Regions from separate parts of the Mus musculus genome. Here regions 2 and 3 are each linked to region 1. The links are chromatin contacts, called in public Hi-C maps. All regions are on one chromosome and are shown on one strand. The core of a region is the stretch at or near the end of the contact, and the rest is flanking DNA. Distances in the headings are between cores, read along the strand shown. Region 1 overlaps Tshz2 (teashirt zinc finger family member 2). Region 2 has its middle 30 kb from the start of Zfp217. Region 3 overlaps Gm34112 (a long non-coding RNA gene).

Region 1 (2,564 bases), core at 37-2,536:
AGTGAAAGAAAAATGGAAGGGGGCTCACCTTCTCTGTTGACAAAATATCAACAGGGACACAGGAGCACCTGAAGATGCAGTCAGGTCCTGTGAGGTGGGGCAAGGTAGGGGCTAGGGAGTTGCCTCCCACTAAAGTGAGATTTTCTCATGGGGTTTCTGTGAAGATCTCAACTCCCACTTGAGCCCCGAAATCACTAAACCCAGCTGTTTCTCCCCCCCCCCATGGCTGTGGGAGTCCTCTGCAGCTCTCTTGTATTAGATACACTCCCAGGTTCCAAGTTAGGCTTGATCACCTCCTTCAAGAAACATCCCACAGTCTCTCACATCGAAAACATAATCATCAGAATTTGATGGTTGAATTTCTTCCTGATATTCTTCACTTATTGCAGGTTTTTTGTCTTGTTTTGTTTTCTATTCCTGTCCCTACTTGTCTATAGATGAGTATAATAATGGAAGGAATCTGCCTCCAAGACTCCACCGATTGCCTAGTGGCTAAGTGTGCACTCAGTGCCTGGTGCTGGCCTTAGACCACTGTGTGGCTGGCTTTGGGGAAAGCTGTTAAGTCCACAAGATGGCTAACTTTGAGACTTATGGAGATGTGTGTCCTTGCTGAGACCCCACAGAAAGTAGATGATTCAACCTGGCATGCAGGCATGGAGATCTGACCCCTGTCCCTGCCCTGCTAACCTATTTGCAATCTCTTGGCTTTCGTGTCGAAAGACCTAAAGGCCTTGGCCTTCCCATTTGCTGATGCATTGCCAGACGGTCCCAAGCCACCTGTCATTTTGCCAAAGTCTAAATCCCCTGCCGGTCTCAGTTTTCTCTCCCTGGTAACATTCAGAGCTCATGTTGCATTAAATGGTTAAAGGGGGGGCGAAATGCATGTCACTAAACTCGTCAATGACAGAGTCGAGTTAGAATTAGGAAATTCTAGCACGGGATAATGCTTTTTGGCAAGATCTCATCTGAGCAGGAAGCCTGAACTGGAGAAGGTATGCAACCAGAGAGTGAGGGGCATCTGTTTGTCTTCAGTTCCTCTGACAGCCAGGATGGCTTGTTTGTGTCAGTATTCTCTGGGATGGTAAATGTGATCTCACAGAAAGGTCAAAGTCCACCAGACCTTTCTGCCTGCTCGGGGGCCCACCCCAGGCCTCTTCTCTCCTGCCCCCTGGTCCCTTCTAAATTAAATCACATTCCACTGCCTGTTGTTGGATAATGTCTGGACAAAATACTTTTGCACACACTCCTTGCTTAAGGCAAAGCGACTGGAACAGAGTGCAGCTGGCTATGGGCCATGGACTAATTGCTTTATGCCCATTTCCCCTCGCCAGAGGCACACCCAGCATTGAGGAATCCATGGCCATTTCCCAAGTCTTTTTCAGGTCTCTGACAATCAGTGGAACATTCACTGGGGTGGGGGAACCACCTGGATTGGGCGGGCGGGGGGAGCTACCTCTCCATAGGCGTCGGCACCTTTCCACTTGGGCTGTTTAATCTCCTGCTATTTTGATCCTAGTGATCTGGGTTTTTAATTTCCTGTAATCCAGAAAGGAATGTGTTCTCTTCCTTAACGACATCTGTGGGATCTGCCTTTCTTGTTCCAGACGAATCCTAACAGAGATGTTTTCGTCAATGACTGGATATTTTATTAGAAATCCAGAGATTCCCGTTAACTCGAATTATTTTCGTGGCTCTGATCAACCTTCAGCTTAATAATTCATGATGTTTAATAACCTGTTCAGATCATTGCCAAAATTATTGATTTAATAATATTTGGTTATTAAGAGTGGAAGATGAGGAGGGGTTTCTTATCACTACATCAAGTTCTGTCTTATTACCTTGCAATTCTTGAGGAGAGCCGATAATCATAGAGACCTTTAATATCTTGTCATTTTTCTTGGTAAAAGCTGGGAAATAGTTCTGAGTTTTTAAATAGGATTTGCCTTCACTTTTATTTCCATATTTTGGAGGCAGGGGGTTTTCCTGATGTTTTGAGCTACGGTCTCGTTATGCAGCCCAACTGACCCTGACCTTAAAACCCTCCTGCGTCCTCCTCACACCAGCTCGCTGGGTGATAGGCCTACGTAGCACAACTGCCTGCTCTCTTCATTCTTGAGCTTCAAAGGTTACAATGAAGACATCCAATCAACCTAATGAGTAATGACTGAAACACTCCCCAAGAGTTTTGGAGACACCATGCAAGCTCAGCCCCAAGTCCCTGCGGTTTCTCCGGCAGATTCCAGCGGACTCCCCTCTTCTCCTTTTAAAATCATCTTTAATTGAATCGTATTGTGATTACTTCCGCGGTTTCCCTTCTGGGAACACACTTTACAATCTGAAATTAGAATGGAGCTGGAAAATTCATCACCAACTTGTTTTGGCAATGCGGAGTTTCGGACCTCTTCCTCCTAGGACCTCCTTCAGAAGTCAGAGCTGTGACTGGGCCAGGCGGAGATCAGTGTTTCCTCTCACTTGAAAAATAAGTAAAAACCAAATGTATGGACTTTAAAATAACCCATTTAAAGACTAACCTTGATGCTGCACACATTTCAGTTCAACATTCC
Region 2 (2,564 bases), core at 41-2,540, 350 kb after region 1:
TTTTATCAGGGGCCGCATAATAGATAATTCTGCTTATCAGAAATTCACATTACAATTCATAACACTAGCAAAATTGCAGTTATGAAGTAACAATGAAAATAGTTTTATGGCTGGGGTCACCACATGGAGAATTTTCAAGAGTCAGTGCATTAGGAAGGTTGAGAACCAGGGCACGTGCTAGACTGGCACTCAGCTGCTCAGGGGGTAGTGTAAGTGGAGCCAGGGCTAAGTCCAGGTCCGTTTTAGTGGGTCATAGATAAGAATCTCAGAGCTTGCTGGGCAGTGGTGGTGCACGCCTTTAATCCTAGCACTTGGGAAGCAGAGGCAGGCAGATTTCTGAGTTCGAGGCCAGCCGGGTCTAGAGAGTGAGTTCCAGGACAGCCAGGGCTACACAGAGAAACCCTGTCTTGAAAACCAAAAGAGAGAGAGAGAGAGAGAGAGAGAGAGAGAGAGAGAGAGAGAGAGAGAGAGAGAGAGAGAGAGAGAGAGAGAATCTCAGAGATTTGGGGTCAGATGTGACTTCTTGTAAATGGAGTTATAGTTTTTATTTTTATTATTTTGAATTATATGCATGCATGTGTGTATGTGCACATGAGTTCAGGTGTTTTTGGAAGCCAAATGTGGGTGTCAGATCCGCCGGAGCTGGAGTTACCGGCAGCTGTGAGCTTCCCAGGGTGAGTGGAACTGAGCTCAGGTCCTCTGCAATAGCCACGTGACTTCTTCCACTAAACCACCTCTCCCGTATTTTGCTTTTATGCCTTTCACTATTTAATGACGTTTGGTGGCATTTCCAGGCTGCCTTGTTCCCCTTTTGTGAATGGTAATAGTTAACACTAATATAATTCTGTTGCTATATTTTTTTAATAACCTCCCTCCTCTGGCAAAATCAAAATATGGCATTCTGCGACGACACTAAACTGTTCAGTGCCGTTGGTCAACGAATTGTGGAAATCTGTGAAGGACTGCCCCAATACAAAATTAAGTCTTTCATTCTCTTTGAAATAATTACACCAGAGCAAAAAGCATACTCTGCCTGTGACAAAGTTCTCAGGGCATCCTTGGCAGTCTCCCCAAAATGAGTCTGCTGTGAACTCTGTCTCCACAGCTTCACAGATCAGAACCTTCCATTTGATAGCCTCGGGCCAGACCTGGTCTGTATCGGTCTGTATCCCACAGCCGAGGGATGCTGGTTCGTTTCCTGAACCTGGTCAGAATCCCAGGGACAGCTCTTCTAGGTTGCTCTTCTGGCCTTTGTCTCCAACTTGCAACCGGTTGCTCTCCTTAGCAAACGCTGCCCCCGTGTGGCCAAAAGCTGCGTAACCTGCACGAGGAACGGGGGACAGAGCTTCTCTGCTACACCAAGTCAGGAAGTTGCCCTCATCTGCTTCCTTTACAACCAAACCCTGACCTTCCAGAATTCTCCAGCGAAAAGTAACCCAACCTGACGAGGACTTCCCTTCAGTGTATCCTGACTTCATTGCCGAGGTCATAATTTGACCCTGGACCTTAAGTTTCCCGATACGTACCAAGGAGCAGAGGACGCCATACTCTGTGAGGTTCAGATATAAAAAATGGAAAGCAAGGAGTCAGCCAGATTGTTTGGAGAGTAAGAAGTGCCTGCCCCACGTGCCTGATGAACTAAGAGAGACTCCCCAGAGCCCACATAAAAGTGAAAATAGAGAGCCATCTTCAAAAGCTTGCCCTGTGACCTCCAGGGTACCGTGCCACATGTACCTACGCAAGGCACCCTATGTACACATACAATAATAATAGTCAAAGAAACAAGTGTTAAATGCACAGAAGCATCCGAGGTTGCTGGGCACAAATAAAAGTTCAGGAAACATTTGCTATATTTGGGGTGGGAGGGGGGGGCAGTTTTCAGGATTGCTTTTAATATTTTTATATATAGGTATCTGCATGCGGGTATGTGCACATGTGTGCATGTACCCAAGGAGACCACAGGGACCCGGTGCCCTGGAGCTGAACCCCAAACTCCGGGCTTCTGAAGAGAAGAGCATCTGAAGAAGAGCACTGGTTGTTCTTAAGGAGAGAACTGTCCCCTGCAGGGGGTGCTCTGGCTCCCGCTCACAGGCCCTGGCATTCACCCCCAACGAAGATGTAATTTCCTTTTCTCTTTTAAAGAGCTGCCTTAACAGAAAATAACGGACGGGTTTTTGTAAACTTGTTTTTATTTATTTTTTTTAAAGATTTATTTATTTATTTATTTATTTATTTATTTATTTATTTATTTATTTATTATATGTAAGTACACTGTAGCTGTCTTCAGATACTCCAGAAGAGGGCATCAGATTTCATTACGGATGGTTGTGAGCCACCATGTGGTTGCTGGGATTTGAACTTGGGACCTTCGGAAGAGCAGTCGGCGCTCTTAACCACTGAGCCATCTTGCCAGCCCAACTTGTTTTTATTTTATGCATATGTGTTTTGCCTGCATGTGCCTGTGCACTGCTTGCTTGCCCAGTGTACACAAAGGCCAGAGAAGAACATTGGGTCGCCTGGAATGGAAGCCACCAGTGGTTGGGAGCTGCGACGTGGGTGCTGGG
Region 3 (2,564 bases), core at 43-2,542, 270 kb before region 1:
GGGCTTTGTTTTGTTGGTGTTAGTGTGTATCTGTCTTCCCCTGAAGGATATCCGTGGACATCACAGACGCATGGTAAAAGGCAGCAGCCCCATCTATGTTACAGCACCTGCGACACATGATAGCATTTATCATTCTGAGTCTTCATTGTCACCTTACCTGTGAGCCCGGAGCCTTTCTGTCATCATCTCAGGAGAGACCCTTCTGGCGACACTCGTAAGTGCTCAATTTATCAATAAACAAATACTTATTGAGTGCCACTTTGTGTAAGACACTGGGCTGGTTAGTGGGAATTGCATTGATCAATCTAGATCCAAGACTTTGATGGAGCTTGTGTCTAGCAGAAGCGGGGGGGGCGGGCAACTTACAGCGCGATGAAGTTAGCAGTCACCGGCTCTGCTGTTTGCCCTCGGTGCTTTCTACTTTTGGGGGCATGTGACCAGGGTCTCTGGCTTATCTTCTGAGGAAGGACCCCCTTGGACATAAATAAGTAAATGCTAAGTAGGAAATGATATTTGAGTGGAGTGAGAAAGAGGCTTGCTCTGTCAGGGAATATAAGAAAATTCAGGAAGAGGCAGGGCCAGGACTGCAGCTTGTTCGAAATGCAACGTGAACATTTGGCTTGAGGACTGAGAAAGAGCGAGCTGGGGAGAGAAGCGTCTCTGTGGCGAGCTGGTGAGTGGACCGGAAGCAGGCCAGGCATTTTCATGTTTATTAAATAAATCTAGCAATAAATGGGCTTGGAGGAAAGAGGAGACTTTGACTTCTGCTCTGAGTTAAGCCCCACAGTTGCCTAGAATCTGTGGCTGTGGACTACTGACTCATTCCATCCTGCATGCTGCAATCACAAACCAGAGGCAAGGCTGGAGGAAGGAGAGGGAAGGTATCCAGCTGCTCTGGTGGGAAACCCAGATGACCACATCTCCTCTGCAGTTGAACCCTCACAGATCTCCTTCCCTTGACCATTTCTTTACCCATCAGTGCCTTCCAGAAGAGCCAATGCTTGCTGGGGCTGGGGTCGGGCATTCCCATAGACTGTGTCTAGTACCAGAGCACAGCCAGAGGTCTGCTGAAGGACAGTGCTGACTGGAAACCTGGCCAGGAGGACTTTGACAAGCCCTTAATCTCATCTTATCGGGGAGCATTTCTTCAGGATGGTCCCAGGGATGCTTTCCCTTCCCTGATGCAGAAAAAAGAAAGCACAACTGACGTAACTCAGGGCTCACAGGTACCAAGCAGGAAGGTCAACCCAGGACCACTGCTCTGAGTCACTAAGCCAGAGGTCTTCGAAGAGTCGTGGGTTGTGCACAGTGGGTTTGGCTGGTGGCAGCCATCCAATTGGAACGAGGATGCTGCCCTCCCCCCCACCCCCGTTCTTCCATCGCTCTAATAAAAGTCAGATGGGGGAACTGATCAGATTGCTCTCTTGGCCCGGACCCCCTTTAAATCAAACAGAGGTCTATTTTGGCTCTCTATGTTAAGCAGACCCAGAGACCTGACATTTTGTGTTTATTTGAAATGATAAGCTTAATCACGAGCAAAATGTTAAGAGATGATAGAAATGGCCACAGTAAGGTCACATCATGTCCCTGCCAAACACAATACAGCCTCTCACCCCCGCCAGGTTGCCAAGCCCTGCCACAGGGGGCCCGGAGGCGCTGGCAAATGGGGACCAGAGTCTGTCTATGTGATAATTAGTCCATGGTACTCGGCAGAGCCTGCCAAAACTGCCATATGGTAGTTTTATGACCTGGACTGCTGTTATCTCTAGAGAAAGCTAACATCGTAATCTCATTTCCTCGTTATCTGTGATGAGAACTTGAACCTTCCACAGGGCAAACAGGCCAGAGGGTGAGGAAGCCAAGGAGTCCAGAGCCCGAAGACAACACTGCTGAACTGAAAGAGGTATGTGTTACTGCTAACAGTGGTTACCCTCGAAGGTGTCCTAGGGGCTTCTCTGAAACCTGATGTGTGCTGTATATGGACTCTATTACCAGACTAGAACCCCTGACATGGGAAGGCAAGCAGGGTTGACCTCCAGAAATGTCACAGCCAGGATCCTATTTCTCTTATCGTTGTATACTTTACAAACAGATAGGGCAAGCTATTTTTTTAGATGTATTTATTTTATTGTTTTTATTTATGTGTAGGTATGCATGTCTCTGTGTATATATGCACACAACACACAGTGAATGTCTGTGGAGGCCCAGGGGCATCAGAGACCTTCCTGTTTGAATCACAGGTGTTTGCAGACCACCTGATGTGAGACCTGGGGGTGACATTTCAGTTCTCTAGAAGAATAGACTATGCTCTTTATAGCTTGACCATCCCTCCAGGCCCTGGCCCAGAATCTTCTATCAAAAATTTCTAGAGGTATGATAGACAATGAGTTCCCCAAAGCATTTTATTGAGTGGGTCAGCTTCAAGATAATCCACATCATTATCACTAAGAAAGAACTCCAAAATGGAGGAGAAAGGCTGTGTGTGATCCCTACGTCCATGTACCGTGTCTTTGCATGTTTCATCTCCTGCTTAATGAGGGGTGCTGTAGAAGAGGCAGCTGCCA

The links. Hi-C and Micro-C count contacts between places; a contact is called where the count stands out from the background.
Region 2: a Hi-C map of the N1E-115 cell line shows a contact between it and region 1, with 6 times the contacts expected there. The contact joins two enhancer-like sites. A contact is called at or near these places in 3 of 484 Hi-C or Micro-C datasets (the N1E-115 cell line and embryonic stem cells), 1 of 115 datasets of contacts at active chromatin or transcription factors (pancreatic cancer cells) and 1 of 9 other capture datasets (embryonic stem cells).
Region 3: a Hi-C map of the N1E-115 cell line shows a contact between it and region 1, with 3 times the contacts expected there. The contact joins two enhancer-like sites. A contact is called at or near these places in 1 of 484 Hi-C or Micro-C datasets (the N1E-115 cell line) and 1 of 9 other capture datasets (embryonic stem cells).

Annotation. Positions count from the first base shown.
Region 1 is chr2:169,750,000-169,752,563 of GRCm38.p6, forward strand. All of the region lies in intron 1 of Tshz2 (teashirt zinc finger family member 2), which reads left to right. Among named protein-coding and RNA genes, the nearest start is that of Gm34344, 84 kb to the left of the region's middle. Within about 2 kb of position 1,287, at least 44 of the 459 cell types and tissues checked have an H3K27ac peak or open chromatin away from gene starts, as enhancers often do. A contact at or near this core is called in the N1E-115 cell line, where this site is marked.
Region 2 is chr2:170,100,066-170,102,629 of GRCm38.p6, forward strand. No RefSeq gene overlaps it. Among named protein-coding and RNA genes, the nearest start is that of Zfp217, 30 kb to the right of the region's middle. Within about 2 kb of position 1,291, at least 31 of the 459 cell types and tissues checked have an H3K27ac peak or open chromatin away from gene starts, as enhancers often do. A contact at or near this core is called in the N1E-115 cell line, where this site is marked.
Region 3 is chr2:169,480,574-169,483,137 of GRCm38.p6, forward strand. The region is part of intron 1 of Gm34112 (a long non-coding RNA gene); the gene reads right to left. It overlaps Gm14249 (predicted gene 14249), which reads left to right. Exons shown (of 7, transcript NR_166520.1): 2 at 47-214; 3 at 1,833-1,903. Among named protein-coding and RNA genes, the nearest start is that of Gm34112, 13 kb to the right of the region's middle. Within about 2 kb of position 1,293, at least 18 of the 459 cell types and tissues checked have an H3K27ac peak or open chromatin away from gene starts, as enhancers often do. A contact at or near this core is called in the N1E-115 cell line, where this site is marked.